2 separate regions of the Mus musculus genome follow, and region 1 is linked to region 2. Evidence: chromatin contacts called from public HiChIP or PLAC-seq data. All regions are on one chromosome and are shown on one strand. Each heading gives the region's core, a stretch centred on a gene start, on an enhancer-like site or on the middle of the called end of the contact. The rest is flanking DNA. Distances are from core to core; before and after follow the strand shown. Region 1 holds the start of Msh2 (mutS homolog 2). Region 2 overlaps Ttc7 (tetratricopeptide repeat domain 7).

Region 1 (3,073 bases), core at 350-2,849, 320 kb before region 2:
GAGACCGTGTCTCCAAAAACCAAGCCAAAACAAACTCCAGGGACAAGGAGCTAAATGAAATGTGGGAAATCCACACAATTATTTAGCAACCAAAAGGAACGAAGTGCTGATGACAGAGATAAGCCTTGAAGCTCTTCATTTACATGCTACATCCCAGAATATCCAGAGAAGGAAAACTAGAGGTCAGGACTGGGAAGATTGTGAGAGAACATTATTAATGGACACAACATTTCTTGTGTGTGTGTGTGTGTCACTCTTTAACTCAAGATAAAGAATAGCTGTCTAACAAAAACAAATTCAACTGGTTGTGAAGGCAGCAGACTATTACCTAGCACAGACCAGGCAGAAATACGATGTCTGTAACATCCATTTGCATATAACAGCATAAAGAATTAGAACTCATGCTGGGCGGTGGTAGCGCACGTCTTTAATCCCAGCACTTGGAAGGCAGGTGGATTTCTGAGTTCGAGGCCAGCCTGGTCTACAGAGTGAGTTCTAGGATAGCCAGAGCTATAACAGAGAAGCCCTGTCTCGAAAAACCAAAAAAAAAAAAAAAATTAGAACTCACAACTCCAAAGTATGATATAATGGACATTCAATGTAATTGAAAGAAAAAGCAACGGGGGTGGGTGGGGGAGAGGTTATTATGGTGATCAAATTAATCTTCCTAGGCCACAAATGAGTTCTGAAGCCTTTTAGGGAGAGATGATGCTGAGTGGTGAGAGCCAAGGTGGCAGAAAAAAAAAAGAAAGAAAGAAAGAAAGAAAGAAAGCTAGCTAGCTAGCTAGCTAAGCACAGCTTTCCAACTAGCTCAACCGCACTCAGCAAACAGTAGGGGATCCACAACTGAAATCCGGGCAGTTCAGCTCCAGGGCATATCCTAGGTCCTGACCACTTGGCGATACTGCCCTTCAGCAATGGTCCATCCCAGGTTCTCAAGCGAGACGGTTTAAAAAAAACAAAACAAAACACAGCCTATTGGCAAATGAGGGTGTCTTAAAGGAAGCTCTCAAAACGCCCTCCACTCCTCGCTCCTAGGCTGCGGGCTGTTATTGATTTGGAGGTACCCACGGTGACACAAGACTCTAATCCTATCAACTTGGGAGGCTGGAACTCGAGGCGTCCGAGGACAGCCTGGACTCGGCGGTGTGCAGCCGCCCAGCGCACTGTGCGGAAGCGAACCAAAACAAGATGCTAAACGCGTGGCCCGGGGAGGCAGCTCTCGGGCGGGGCGCTCCGCCGCAGCCCCACCGCTGCATGCGCCCAGGTTTCCGGCAACGCGGCCCCGAGCCGGCCCGGGCCCCGCCGCCGCGGCTGCCCTCACCTGCCGGCCCCATGTACTTGATCACGCCCTGGGTCTTGAACACCTCGCGGGCCGCCAGCAGCGCGTCCTCTCCGTGCGCCGTGTAAAAGTCGCCGCGGTCGAAGAGGCGCACCGTGGTGCTCGGCTTCTCCGGCATGCCCTCAAAGAAGCGCACGAAGCCCGCCTCGGCCGCGCCTTCCAACTGCAGCGTCTCCTTAGGCTGCACCGCCATTTCCGAGCCGCTCCACACCAACACCACTAGAGCACAGAGCGACCCTGCGCTGGCCGCGTCGTTTCCCGCCTCCCCAACCTCGCCCCCTAAACCTCGTCCGGCCTCTGTGGGCTCGCCCAATCACCATGCAGCGCTGCGCCCCGGTGGGTGGGAGTCTACCGCAGTAGCCAATCATAAGCGAGCAAGGTCCCAGCTTCCCGCGAACTCTAGGACTCTAGCTACTGCGCATGCGTCCGACTTCTGCAGCCTTGCAGGCCTTCCAGAGGCTGCGCTTTCAAGTCCGCCTGGTGGGTGGGTAGGTGTGCTAGGCGGGGTCAGCTAGGAATTTGTTTTATCAAGTGACCGGAAACGTAAGAGTGAAATCACAAAGAACTTGTAAACAAAGAACTATCTTTTTTCCCCCACCCAGCCTTGAGTGTGCGTTATACACTTGCAGTGCAAACTGCCATAGGTAAAATTTCAGGTATATTCTGCACAACCTCTTGCTGACCCAGTTTTGCATTTCGCCCATCGGTTGACGAATTCATCCAATAGACACTTGGCAAGCCGAGCGTGGTGGCGCATGCCCTTAATCCAAGCACTCGGGGGGGCCTCTGAGGCCAGCCAGGTCTACCAATCGAGTTCCAGGGAAGTCAGGACTACACAGAGAAACCTTGTCTGGTAAATAAATAAATAAAGGACAGATGGGGGCTCAGCACCTTGTCTGGTAAATAAATAAATAAATAAATAAACAAATAAAGGACAGATTGGGGGCTCAGCAGTTTCCTAACTTCCTAATGTTTTCATAGTCGCCTACCTTGAGTTCAGTCCCCATCACTAGTGTAGCTCATCATAACTGGTAACTCCAGATCCTCGGTGTGGGTGGAGGAGGTCAGGTGCAGACACTTATTAATTTAAAGAAAAAATATATATATTAAATGTGGAAACGAGTAGGGTGACACACACTTGAAACCCCAGCTCTCAGGAGGTCAGAAGGGCCAAAAGTTAAAAGTGGGTCTGGCAAGAAACACAGTACAGTATTATCCTTGGCTACGCAGCTGGAGGTCAATTTGGGCTACCAGAGACTGCATCCTAAATAAATAAATAAATAAATAAATAACCTGCTTTGGAGTTCTAAATAAATAAACATCCTGCTTTGGATTTCTGTGTAGCAAGACCCTGTCTCAATAAAGAAAAGGGTGGAGGCGGGGGAGGTAGAGAGGTTGCATCTGGTTTTTCTTCCGTGCTAGTGAATGGATGCAGACTGCACACTGTTTTAGAAGTAGATAAACAAACACACAGAAAGATGGAGACTAAGAGGTGTAAACCGACAGGAAAAACTGCAGGGTTATAAACATTCTTAAGGGCTAATTAACTGATTAAGATGTGATTGTAGGGAGCTGAAATATTGCAAGCCCTGAGCCAAATTATCTTGAGCTAATTGTAGTCCCCTAAAGAGCTACTATTGCCCACCTCTGTGTTTACCTTAACAACCTTGTGATTATCAAATATAATCTTTGTACAGACCCCTTAGTTTCTACGGCCTTGATTTAAAACTT
Region 2 (3,119 bases), core at 594-3,093:
GCCTCATCTTGGATGCCAGGGCCATGCTAAGTGATGCAGGGCTCCCTAGATCCTCCACATCCCACTGCTCTGGGAAAGCCAGGAGGGGGAGGGGCGGGTAACTCAGGCACCTGCTCCTGGAGGGTGTGATTTTTATAGGGACTCTCACAGGCATGGCCTCCCTGAGAAGGGAGGGGCCGTCCCTAGTTTTATGACTTTCCCTCAGACTAATCTCTAACACTCGAGGGATCCTTTTTTAGCAGTTCTTAACCTTAAAGCTAATGATTTTCCCCCGTGGTGTGGAGGATTACTGTGGCCCCTGTTCCCTAATGTCGAAGGCTCATAATGATCCCTCCATCTCTTAATAAATTTAACTCAATCCGACTTTGAAGCTTTAAAAAGCAACAGCCCAAAAGTCCCAGCTTCCTGGAGCAGTAACTCACGGCCTTCAAAGGCCCCGCATGCTCCACCCGGCGAGGAGCCCCAGCCTACAGATCTGGTTCATGGTGCCCTGAACAAACTATTCCATCTGTGTGCAGCACCGACTGTCAGCTGACCCCACCCCACCAGCCTCCCAACATCCTCCTACCACAGGTCACTTAACAACCTCCCTAATAACCTCTCAGACTTGAACAGGACTCACACTACAAAAGGCCTTGCCATTTCAGGTAGGCTGAGAAGCTCTCAGTTAGGACAAAGGGGAGGTTCTGGCCTGGTAGATAGAGCCTCAGTCTCTGCATCTTTGGTTTCCAGCCAGCTTGCTAACCCTAATGGCTTCCCACTGAAGAGGCAGGCGCTTGCGGGGCAGAGCAGTTAATGCACGCACAGGGCTCTGCCCCGGTCCTAAGTCACTACAGTCACCACGGAGGTGCTCACGGGAGAGCCAAGGAGGAGAAACGCTGACCGCCAACCGCCGCTCAGCCAAGGAGTAGCTGACCTTTGAGAAGGATCTGACGGTGCCCGGTGCCCGTGATTATGCCTGGCTTAGCAGTTCCTCGGCCACATGGCCAGAGAGTCCTGGCTGCTGTCCCCGCGCACTGTGGCAGCCAAGCGTGTTTAGTGAACCCAGCAGAGTGATAAACTATGTTAGTGTTAATACCTCTGATCCCCACCCCCTCTTCAAGTGTTGGTATTTTAAGCATCCTTTTGATGTGCTACAAGCCCTTAATAAGAACAATCCAATAAACACACTGGGTTTAAGGCAGAAATGTTAGCACAAGTCCCAGGACTCTGATCCCTTCTGCTTGGTGGACTACCCCTCCAGAAATATGTCACATGCAACCTGATAAGTAGGTGTGTTGAGGTGGGGGTGGGGTGGGTAGGTGGCTCGGAGAAATGCCCTGGAGGCTCAGTTTCAGCCTTGACTGGATCTAGCTACAGTCTGGCTCCAGCTAATACCTAGTTAGATCACCTCAAACATTTTCCAAAACAGCCCTGGTTTCCTGGGGCCGATGGATGCAGCAGTTCGTTTGTTTATCTGGGGCGAGCAGTGGCTTGTGGAGAGGGCCATATTGTTCCTCCACTGGCAAGTTCCTCTGTGGCTTTGACACATGGCTCCCTCAGGACTTCCCCAGTCTCCTAGGACTAGGGGCTGGGCCAGCAGGGGCTCTCAGGAATGTCTATTGTGTCAGATAAGGGGTGGGTAGATGGCCCTGCCCACTGTGGAGGTAGGAAGAAAACACATTTACTCCCGTGTCACTTGTGGGCCCTGGGTCCTCAGAGTCAGTCTGGCGGGCTGCAGGGCTGGGCGGGGGAATGGCTGACAGCTTGGTTATTGGAAAGCTCCCATCCTTGGCCTAGGGACTTTGTTTGGTTTCTATGGTGACCTTCACTACAAGGGCCTGACTAAAGCTGAAGGAATGTGTTACCTAAAACCATCTCCCTACAGTGCTCATGGTGGTCCATCCCTCCCCACCCCAGATTCCTCTCCCTCCTGGTCAGGCTTCTCAGCTGCTTCAAAGATGGGAAGGACCAGCAGAGACAACTCTGGGCCTGCTGAAATTCTCCCATTCCCCACAGGAAGCCTGTGGGCCGCCTGGCCGTGGGCCTCCTGGTACATGTGTCCAGGGCTTAGTGGAAAGCCCAGAGGGTTTCAGGAAGCTGCTAGGGATATCTGGTTCCCATCACACCAGGTTCATACTGTCCCCGTGGAGGAGTCAGTCTGCCTCCTCACGTTTCTGCATTTTTAAACCTGAGCCGGGCTAACCGAAGGCCGTCCCTCAGCACGGGCCGGGCATCAAGACCCCTGCACTTGGCTTCCTAATCCCCAAGTAAGAAGGGTCTTCAGAAGCTGGACTCACCAGAGGCCGGGTTCTACCTTGCGTGCCCGTGTGGGGACAGTGACTGCTCCCCTGTGTCACTCACAGCCCAGCCTCATCCGGATCCCCTTCCTTCAAGCTCCTGGCTCACTCACTAAACATTGTCAGTGCCAGGTGTCGACGGAACTTTGTGGCCTCCCCTCCACACCGGGACCTCAGACACAGAAGTCCACCAACCAGGGACCTTCAGTCCGTGTCTCAGCACACTTGAGAAGCAGAAGAGTCAGGGCAGGTTGTTAAATTTATTTTATTTAAAGAGGAACACATTGCTGCCGGTGGCACCTAAGTGATAAACGTGACTCAGGGCAGTGACCTGACTTGGCTCTCCTACTAGGATAAACTTAGAAGATGGGAGTCTGCTTAGCGGTCAGCATCCTCCTTTGTCTAGGCCTCTCCCAAACAGTAGCAGGCAAAGCAACCATCCCTACACTGACCTGCTGGCTTCTGTCCTCCATGTGCGACAGTCCTTGGGTCCACTGAACTGACTGATGACTCTGCAGGAAAGGGGGCGCCTCTAGAAGGCCTGGCCACCAGGATAGCCGCTGCAAGGTGGCTTGGTGGGAGACAAGCCATGTCACAGGCCTGAGAATACACTTTGCTGGGGCTGATGAGGCCAGGCCGTGGCAGGTTGGTCTGTTGTTTTGCTGAGCAATATTTACTGGACTGGTGGTTTAATTAGTTGCTAGCAACAGCTGGAGTCCCATACGGCCTGCTCTTAGCACGGGGCCAGCTGGGGAAGCGGGACACGCAGCCGAAAAGCAGTGACATTTTTCAGTGATCCCTGACCTGTAATGGATTCAATGACATTTCCTGATAATCCAT

Evidence for each region. HiChIP or PLAC-seq counts read pairs in DNA pulled down with a chosen protein or histone mark.
Region 1: a FOXA1 HiChIP or PLAC-seq map of pancreatic cancer cells shows a contact between it and region 2. The contact joins the promoter of Msh2 here to the enhancer-like site in region 2. A contact is called at or near these places in 1 of 39 promoter capture datasets (neural stem cells) and 3 of 115 datasets of contacts at active chromatin or transcription factors (embryonic stem cells, memory CD8 T cells and pancreatic cancer cells).

The regions. Positions count from the first base shown.
Region 1 is chr17:87,671,058-87,674,130 of GRCm38.p6, reverse strand. Msh2 (mutS homolog 2) reads right to left here and starts at 1,599. Exons shown (of 16, transcript NM_008628.3): 1 at 1,325-1,599. The coding sequence starts at 1,535.
Region 2 is chr17:87,349,580-87,352,698 of GRCm38.p6, reverse strand. All of the region lies in intron 15 of Ttc7 (tetratricopeptide repeat domain 7), which reads right to left. Among named protein-coding and RNA genes, the nearest start is that of Gm52284, 44 kb to the right of the region's middle. Within about 2 kb of position 1,843, at least 158 of the 459 cell types and tissues checked have an H3K27ac peak or open chromatin away from gene starts, as enhancers often do. A contact at or near this core is called in embryonic stem cells and pancreatic cancer cells, where this site is marked.